Linked DNA regions of Gossypium hirsutum: region 1 is linked to region 2. Evidence: chromatin contacts called from public Hi-C data. All regions are on one chromosome and are shown on one strand. Each heading gives the region's core, a stretch centred on a gene start, on an enhancer-like site or on the middle of the called end of the contact. The rest is flanking DNA. Distances are from core to core; before and after follow the strand shown. Region 1 holds the start of LOC107949627 (phosphatidylinositol transfer protein 3). Region 2 holds the start of LOC107949638 (copper methylamine oxidase).

The links. Hi-C and Micro-C count contacts between places; a contact is called where the count stands out from the background.
Region 1: a contact with region 2 is called in a Hi-C map of anther, with 2.9 times the contacts expected there. The contact joins the promoter of LOC107949627 here to the promoter of LOC107949638 in region 2. A contact is called at or near these places in 3 of 34 Hi-C or Micro-C datasets (anther and leaf).

What each region holds. Positions count from the first base shown.
Region 1 is chrD03:43,636,889-43,641,504 of Gossypium_hirsutum_v2.1, reverse strand. LOC107949627 (phosphatidylinositol transfer protein 3) reads right to left here and starts at 2,739. Exons shown (of 9, transcript XM_041090184.1): 1 at 2,545-2,739; 2 at 2,096-2,329; 3 at 1,472-1,974.
Region 2 is chrD03:43,293,518-43,298,313 of Gossypium_hirsutum_v2.1, reverse strand. It overlaps LOC107949638 (copper methylamine oxidase), which reads right to left and starts at 3,096. Exons shown (of 12, transcript XM_016884372.2): 1 at 2,402-3,096; 2 at 1,707-1,816; 3 at 1,262-1,567; 4 at 839-951; 5 at 405-735; 6 at 103-318. The coding sequence starts at 2,651.

The sequences.
Region 1 (4,616 bases), core at 1,490-3,989, 340 kb before region 2:
ATATTGTGTTGATCTTTAAATGTCCTAATCCAAAAAATCTAGGTAACTTTAGGCCTATTAGCTTATGTAAAGTTCTATACAAGTTGATAACGAAGATGATTTTGAATCGGTTCAAAAATGTGTTAGAGTTGTGTATAGATAATGCTCAAAGTGTTTTTTTTCCTGGGAGGTTAATTTCAGATAATGTGCTTTTAGCTTGTGAGATCTTGTATACTCTTCGTCAAAAGAGAGTGGGGAAAAAAGGGTTTATGGCTTTGAAATTAGATATGAGCAAAGCTTATGACAGAGTTGAATGTCAATTTTTGAGGGAGATGATGATGCATATGGGTTTTAATGTGAGATGGATTGATGCTATTATGAGGTGTATATCTTTAGTTTCATACTTGGTCACTGTGAATGGAAAAATTGGTGAGAGATTTAGACCTAGTCGAGGGCTTCGGTAGGGAGATCCTTTAAGCCCTTTCCTCTTCTTAATTTGTAGTGAGGGTCTATCAGCTCTTATGAGGTTAACTATGGTTGATGGGTTGCTAAGAGGCACTAAGGCAAGTAGGAGTGGACCTTAAATTTTTCATTTTCTATTTGCAAATGATTGTATTCTTTTCGGAGAAGTTACTGCTAATGGAGCACATACGTTAAAAGTGGTGCTAAGGGAGTATGAAAGATGCTCAAAACAATGTGTAAATTTTGATAAATCCACCATCTTTTACAACTTAAATACAAATTAGGGTGATAAACAAATTGTGTCTAGTATTCTAGGTATGAGATTGTCTAACAACCCTAAAAGATATTCAGGGTTGCCCAATATGGTAGGTAGATGCAAAAAGGCCTCTTTTCAGTTTCTTAAAGATTGATTTAAGCAGGGGATAGAAAATTGGAGTACTAGATTTCTATCCCAAGGAGGTAAGTTTTCATAAAATCAGTTTTGCAAGTTATCCCTAATTATTCGATGGCGTGTTTTTTTACTTCTTAAGTCATTTTGTGGCGAGTTGGAGAATATCATGGCAAAATATTGGTGGCAAAAAGGTCCTAGTAAAAAATGCATTCATTGGTGTGATTGGGAAAACTTGTGCGATTCAAAAGATTTTAGTGGGATGGGATTCTGTAGTCTTACTAGATTTAATATCACATTATTGGCAAAACATGGGTGGTGTCTTATTAATTATCCCAATTCACTTTTAGCTCGTGTATTAAAGGAAAAATATTTTTGAAATTTATACTTTTTGCATGCAGGGCTAGGTAATTTACCTTCGCTTACCTAGAAGAGTGTGTGGGCTGCTAAAAGGCTCTTACAAAGTGGGTTCTGTTGGAGAGTAGGTTCAGGGGAAAGAATTTCTATTCAAAGTGATGCGTAGCTTCCTAGTTTTGCTTGTTACAGAATTCACAAGTTAGTTAGCAATGAGGAGATAGTTTGGGTATCAGACTTAATTGACAATTTTGATAGGAAATGGAAAGCAGATCTGATCAACAGTACCTTTTTAGAGTAAGTTGCGACAAGGATCCTCCAGATTTCTTTAGGACAAGAAGTTCACAATGACATGCTGGTGTGGAGGGGTGAGTCATCTAGGGAATTTTTTGTTCGAAGCGCTTATAAACTATTACATAGAAGTGCTTTTTTCTCGAATACAAATTCTAGACAAGATGATAGCACTGATTTCTACAAGAAATTATGGAAATTACAGATCCCATCTAAAATTAAAATTATGCTATGGAAAACTTCTTGGTATTTTCTTCCTACTTTGGCTAATTTATTTTCCAGAAGGTTGGTGGTGAACGTGTTTTTTCCCAGATGCAAGGGTCTAGTGGAAGACCTCGTCCATATTTTCCGAGACTGTCCTATAATAGTGGAGGTATGGGTTCACTTAAATCTTACCTGGAATTTATCAAATTGAGTTATGAATTATTGGGAGTGGATTACCTGGATTTTTAGAAGAAGTACGGACAAGTAATGCAGGACGTTCTGTTGCTCCATATGGGCTATCTAGACAAATAATAATCAATTAGTGCATGAAAGGAAACAGTCTACTGGGAAGGAAATAGGCGAACGGGTAGTTCGTTATATCAAAGAACTCGAAGGGATTGAAGAAAGAAAGATTACTAGATTGGAAGGAAATGAGGAATGGAACCCCTCAACAAATTTGTTGATCAAAATCAACTTTGATGCTTCCTTCAATCAAACACAAGCCAGACCGGGTTCGGGGGTTGTTGCTAGAAACGCATTGGGTGAGATTGTTGCCTCTAAAATGATTCTCCACACGGTGGTTGCGTCGCCTTTTACGGTGGAAGTTTATGCTTGTCTCCAAGCATTGCTTTTAGGACAGCAGTTAAAGCTCTGAGTAGTGATAGCAGAGGGCGATGCAGGGACAATAATAAAAAAAATGTCAGACAAATCTTTAAGACAAATCAGAAATAGGAGCTATCATTCGAAACATTCAACAGATAAAATGAGGATTTCAATGGATCTAGTTCAAGCATGTACCCAGATCTACAAATGCTCTTGCACATTGTTTGGCCACTGAAAGTTTGAAGAGGGATAGAGAAGATTACCTGGAAGGAGGAGTACCAGATTTCATTGTTGAAACTGTGGGAAGAAGGAGACTGAGAGAACTTAACTGGGGGTGGATGCTGTGACAATGTTCTGGAAGGGATAATGACAATTGATAGGGTTTGATTTTGGAAAGTTGCTAGCTTTTGGAAACTGGACCGTTTGAGGCGATAAGGTTGAGAATATCTTGGGAGTGTGTGCCAGTTGGTGTATTCAATTGGAAATTGTTTTATTTTGGGCTTTCATTTCGTAATAGTGGGCCAATATGCATTTGTTTGCATTTTGGGCTGGCTTAGGATCTGCTCAAGTTTGAACTTGGTCTCTTTAATTTGATTGTGTTACTCTTATTTTGAATAAATTCCAGTCGGGTATTTCTAAAAAAAAATTCACTTTTTAAGATAAGTGAAATTTAAAACTTTTAAGATATAATTTTAATTATTATTATATTAATCCAGAAGTCTTTTAATGAATTTAAATTCTTATTCTTTTATTTGATAATTTAAGATTAAATAATTCAAACGATTATATATACTTTCGAAAATAAAAGATTATATATATTAATATCATACATATCATATATCATATATTGTTGAGACAAGTTTTTTAAGTGATTTAGTAATTGGTAGACAGAAGCGATTATTTCCATCGACTTTATTGAGTAATTCATTGAGTAAACATGTGAGTTTGTCGTATACAAATTCATTGAGTAATTCAACATCAATAATGTCATTCAAGCTATTTCGATCACATAGCATCATCAAATATAAAAACATCGTTATCCCATTTATTCATAGATTTGGATAACCTGATAAACTATAGCAAAAGTAACTCAGATACTCAAGTAACCGTCTTAGAGAGCACCGTAGTGCTGAACAAGGGCACAAATGTGCATACAAGGGCACCATAGTGCGAACAGAATAAGCGTGCAACTAACCCTATTGGCATGCCAATCGTATCCTAATCGTTTACTACATTCAAACTGATGGTTATACAAGATTCAGAACATTTACAATATAGGAGCACTTCCACATTTTTAGAGCACATATCAAAATCAGGTCATTATCATTCAATATCTCACATGAATCATATTATTCAAGAATACAAGGCATAATATTAGATCCTTAATCCTTTCTCACCTTTAGTACTGAATTATAAACATTTCAAAATTTCAATCTATCATTACAGAAATATTCACAATTAAATCAAATTCAATACATAAAAGTATATGATTATACCCTATGAACTTACCTAATATAACCAACTATCGAATTGGGTCATAAGGACTATTCCACAATTTTTCTTTTTCCTCACTTATCAATCGGTTGTTCAATTCTTGATCTAAATAATAATTAAGTTCAAAATATCAATTCCATATACCATATAACACTCAAATTCATACATATGACCTATTAATTTTATTTTAAAGAATTTCCCTAAACTTTTACATTTTATTCCATTTATTCCTTAAAACCGAAACCTTTATAAATTTCACATTTAAACCCACAATTTCAATCCGATTACATACTCATACCTGTACAATTCTCAATCATTTAAAATTACAGAAATTTCATGCTAAAGTCGACATACTTTCATTTTAGTCCTTGAACTCAAAACTAATAAAAATCACTTTACAAATTAGTCTTATTTAACAACCAAGCTTACAAATCTACTAGTAAACATCAATAACTTCCATAACTCACTAATGGAAACTTTTAAAACCTTTAAAAATTTTATGAAATAGTCACTGGGCTAGCTAGATTAAGCTACAACGTTCTCAAAAACATAAAAATTAGCTTACATGCAAGGAGACAAGTTGGCAGAACCTTGAAGCTTCAACAATGGTGTTCTAATATTTTTCTTTTCGGTGGAAAGTCCAAATGAAGACGATGATGTTTATGTTTTATTATTTTAACCATTATTAATATTATTATAACATGATTTAACATAAAATAATTAAGGGAAAATAAAAACTAACTGTACAAAACATTTAAAAGGTGGTAAATTTCCACATTAGACCTTAAATAATTATTAATTAAATCTTTTAGTTTTCAAAAATCAATATGTATAAACTCTT
Region 2 (4,796 bases), core at 1,847-4,346:
GTAACAGCATTTTTGTGTAGAACAAATTTAACTTCAGTTGAAAAACAGCACTATATAAACTAAAAATTATAATATAAAGAGTAGGCAGGATAATGGGAAAACCTTCTTGAGAGAATGTGCATTTTTACCAAGGCCATCTTCCCCAGCATCAAAAGCATTCTTTCGGTAATGTGGATCATTTGGATCCCCATATGGCACAACCATCTCCACAAAACTCAACCTATGAGCAACAGGCCTTCGACCTCGACTACCATCAACATAAGCAACTGAGTATATAACCAAACCCTCCTTTGGGGTGAAACCAATACGGAAATTCCACTATCAACAATAGGCAAGAAAGGAGAACATTCATATGAGCTTCTGAATTTAGCAAAAAGTATAATCAATTGAAAATGCAGACCTACCTTCTGCCACTCAACGAAACACCCATTAACACGAAAGCTTGGACCTTCAGGCTGAACAATCTGCAAGGGTTTCACATCACTACGATCAACACCACCCCTTGTTTCTCCAGAAGTATAGTTCCTCAAAGGATCAGCCGGAGGTAAAGGAACAAATTTACGGTCCTCAAACTCAATCACCTTCATCTTTTGCATATCAACAAGTACATAAATCCCCTCAACTGGGCGAGCATAGCCATTTTCCATGGGGCAGTCACTTTCAGTTCTACAGAATATAAGTGGTTTAGCAAGTCTTCTGCTTGGAGAATCAGCATCACTATGATAACCAACACACCTGTTGAAAATGGATTTAAAACCCAAATGTATAAGCACCAGAACATGACACAGATAAAAAAGGCAAACATTTTATATACAATCAAGATGTGGATTTAACTAACCAGGGATCAACCATCACAAGGTCCATGTCCTCAATACCCCTCTTCTTCATTGCTTCTCGGAATGGAGGAAAGTCTTTTACAACAGCTTCACATTCAGCATATTCCATAGCATCCTGAAAGGAATTCAAAACTGAGAAATAAAATATGAATTGGTAGTTCAACTTAACCAAACCTTTGCACTTGGACTGGCGAGGGAGGGGTCAGATTATGAGCATTTGTCCCAAACAGGTACGTTCAATTTAAGGTAAAGTTTTTAAATATTTTTGAAAGGCCAAACATCCATACACATGTAAGTAGGAAAATTCAAGGGATATAAAGAGTCTTAAACAACATAACACTTGACTGCAAAAAGTCTAGAATTCTAAAATCTAGCAAATGGGAAAAACATAAAGTACAACTGTCCATGCAATGAGATAGATTTACCATAGGAGGCTGAACATCTGGTACAACTTGAGATGATATTACTTTTCCCCTGTGATGCCCTCCTCGAGTTACTGCATGTACTTCAGATAACTCAACAATCCATATACTTGTTTCATTGGACTTCTTGTTATAGACAACCAATCTAGCTCGCCTGAGAGGGAGCTTGGTAGGTATCACTGGGCCATTTTTGGTCCTGGGAAGTAATGAGGGTTGGAAAGGTGGGAAGAAATAAGCATCTGCCAGAGCAACAACATGCTTGTCTGGCTCCAAAAGAACCACTTCAACGAAGCGCATGCTGTCTCTTACCTTGAAAAAGAAAAATAAGAATATTACTTATCTCAACATTTTAAACAACATAGAAACATCAACAAATCTTAAGCACATTGGTTTAGAAATGATAGAATGGAGGACAACAAAATAAAGGCATTATATAGAAATTAGCAACCTCAGGAGTGGCACCAGCAGCTCTGACAGTAGCAACTGCAACAGAGATCTCAGCAGCAGATAAAGGGTCCAAAGGATGACTGGTTTGAGGCCTTGTAAAGATTTGGATGCCTGCACAATCAAACAAGCAATCTTATTGAACACTATAGAGAGAAAAATCCTTGTCGACATCAGAGTGCTAAATAACTAAATACCAGCATAACTCTCAAACACGTTCGATTAAACACAAAATTCTTGAAGTTATTCACTTGAAATTTTTTTAGGAAAAAGAAATCGGTCAACAAGCAGCAGAGCAAATAAAAATAAAAGGTCAAAGTGAAGCATTAAGTAATGAATTGATAGTCCTTTCTCGAAATAAATCTTACACTTTCAAGATTCTTCCAATATAACTATAAAAGATAGATAAATAAAAGAAAGAAATATACATGCATTTGGTACAAACTAAACCGTAGTTAATTCCTTTTTTTTTTCAAAAAGAATATATATATCGAAGTCTGAAACTTTAGTTCATGATATTCGTGGATGATTAATGCACGAGGAACGATGCAGAAAATAAAAAAGTCCGAAAAACATGAGATGATAGAAAAAGAAATACATAACAACATGTAAAACGGCTAGGATCTAAATTGAGGATCATCTGAAACGCCGACACATTTCTTACAACAATGAAAGAGACAGGGGGAGAGAGAGAGATGCCTTTGGTGGAAGTATCGGGAAGAGAATCAACGGGGCGAATCAAGGACGCCATGGCAGCTTTGGTGACGCTGCTATCGTCGCGGCGATCCGTAGAACCGAGGGTCCACTCGTGCAGCAGATTGGAGGCGGTGGCGGAGGCAGATGAAGAAGCAGGAGGCGCGGCGGAAACAACGGAGTGCGATGCGCAACATGAAGAAGGGGAAGAAGATGAAGAAGAATGAAGCGTCGTCTTTTTCTTAGCTGAGGCCATTGTAAAGGGTTTGCAAGCTCGCCAAATCCACCGCAGTAAGTCTCAATACAATCTACTGACATACAGCAAAACTTTCTCAGTCGACTCTCTCTGGCTCTCCCTCTCTCTTCTATCTATTTCTCCGTTGGAAAGAAGCTTCAAGAAAATACAAGAAAATTTAAAAGAGAAAAAAATGAAGCAGAAATAACCAAGGTCAGATCAAATAGTGGTGAGTTGAGTGGCAATAAACTCTAATTCTAACGACAAAGGAGCGTTTGTTCATCGGGAGAAAGAAATGTGAAGAGAAAAAGGAAACCAGAACCAGAAACAAAACAAAAGGAAAAAGGAAAAAAATAATCAATGGTAGAGTTGGATAGACGGAGAAAAAGTAAGGGAATGGAAGGGCTTTATATACTATTCTACTCCTATTCCTATATAAGAGAAAGTACAGAAACCACGTGCATCCATCTCACTCTCAACCCACACCCTCTATTGATTTATTGGACGGGAGATCATAGGTGACCTGTTTAACTCTTTTTTGTTAACGCCAGATAATAACAAAACTAAAACTGATGGTGGTGGTGGTGGATATGGGCCATAAGGCGATGGCCCTACTTTTGTTTTATGTTTTTGTAGGATTTTGGGTGGGGAGCTTATAATAATGATTTATAAGAGGGATCATTTTCAGTGGATAAGGGGTGATACATACACTGATAGGAGGATCCTAATGTTAGCCCTGATAAGGCCGTACAACTTCCTCTTATTTATTTATAAGGACTTAATTTCTCTATATTCACTTTTACTTGTGGGCTACGGCCCACGCCACTGCATTCTTTACTTACTCTTATTTTACTTTTAGGATAAACTACCCTCATTCTTCTTTTCATCACTCTAAATTTTTTTTATCACTCTGATTAAGATAATTGTTCGAACTGCTCACAGTTATTAAAAATTTTATTGATCTACTAATGGATTGCTAACGTGGTATTTTTTTACTTTTAACTAAAATTAGGTACCTCTACATAATTATTCCAAATTTTTTTTTTTTAGTTTATTTACAACGTGAAGATTTTAATAGTGGCATTGTCCTTTGAATCCTCTCTAAGAAGAGGGAATCCAATTACGGCGACAATGAATCATGACCATAACCCCACTCTTTCTGATGAACCCATTTTTCAGTATAACACCATCGATCACCCTATCGCCATCAATGGCCATGACAATATTGTCTCTATTGTTACTTCAAGTAAAATTTATCTCTTTTTACTTCTATTTTTTTGTTTGTTTGATTTTTTTTTACAATTTTATATTTGAAAAATTAGATTCTTTTTACAATTTTTTACAATTCAACTGTTTCATTTTTTTTTCTTTTGGAGGATTTAACTTTAATAACTAGATGATGCTTTTTGAAGTTTGTTTCAAAATTTATGAAATCAAATTCAAACATAAAATAACCAATATGTTATAGTGCTCTGGATAACTGTAGGAAGCGAAATACGAAAAAAGGTTGAAAGGAATTATCGCACAACTTGTTTTAGGAGATTAGTTCTTCAATCCTCTGTAACATTTGTAATAGGTTTTTTTTTTCTAAATTGCAAAAAAAATATAATTATCAAACCAACCAAAAAAAAAGTAATCAAGAGTAGTTTTACTTGAAGTAACAGTAGAGACAACATTGCCATGATCGTCGGTGGCGGTAGGGTGGCTAAGTGGTGTTATTGTTAGAATTGTGTGACCCAAATTCTAAGAGATTGCTTGCAAGTCAAGTTAAACAAAAATATATTTTCTTTCTAGAAGATTTAGTATTTATTAGTATAATATATTTAGCATTTATTAGTATAGTTTATTTGACTTACTAATTTAGCCTATAAATAGGCTCCTTTACAATCTTAGAAAAAGAGACACCCATTAGATTAGAACTCATAACACATTCAGAGAATTTTGTGTTTACGTTTTTCGGGTTCTTTGTTTTTCGGGTTTTCGGGGTTTAGTTTTTATCTCCATCTTTTTTACTCTTCATTCTTTTGCCATTATAGTAAAATTATCTTTGCCCGTGGTTTTTTATCCTCTTTTGAGGGGTTTTTCCACGTTAAATTTGTGTGTTCATCTTCTCAATTTCTTCTACTATTTTTACTTGTTCGTTGCTTATTCGGGACGATCCTAACA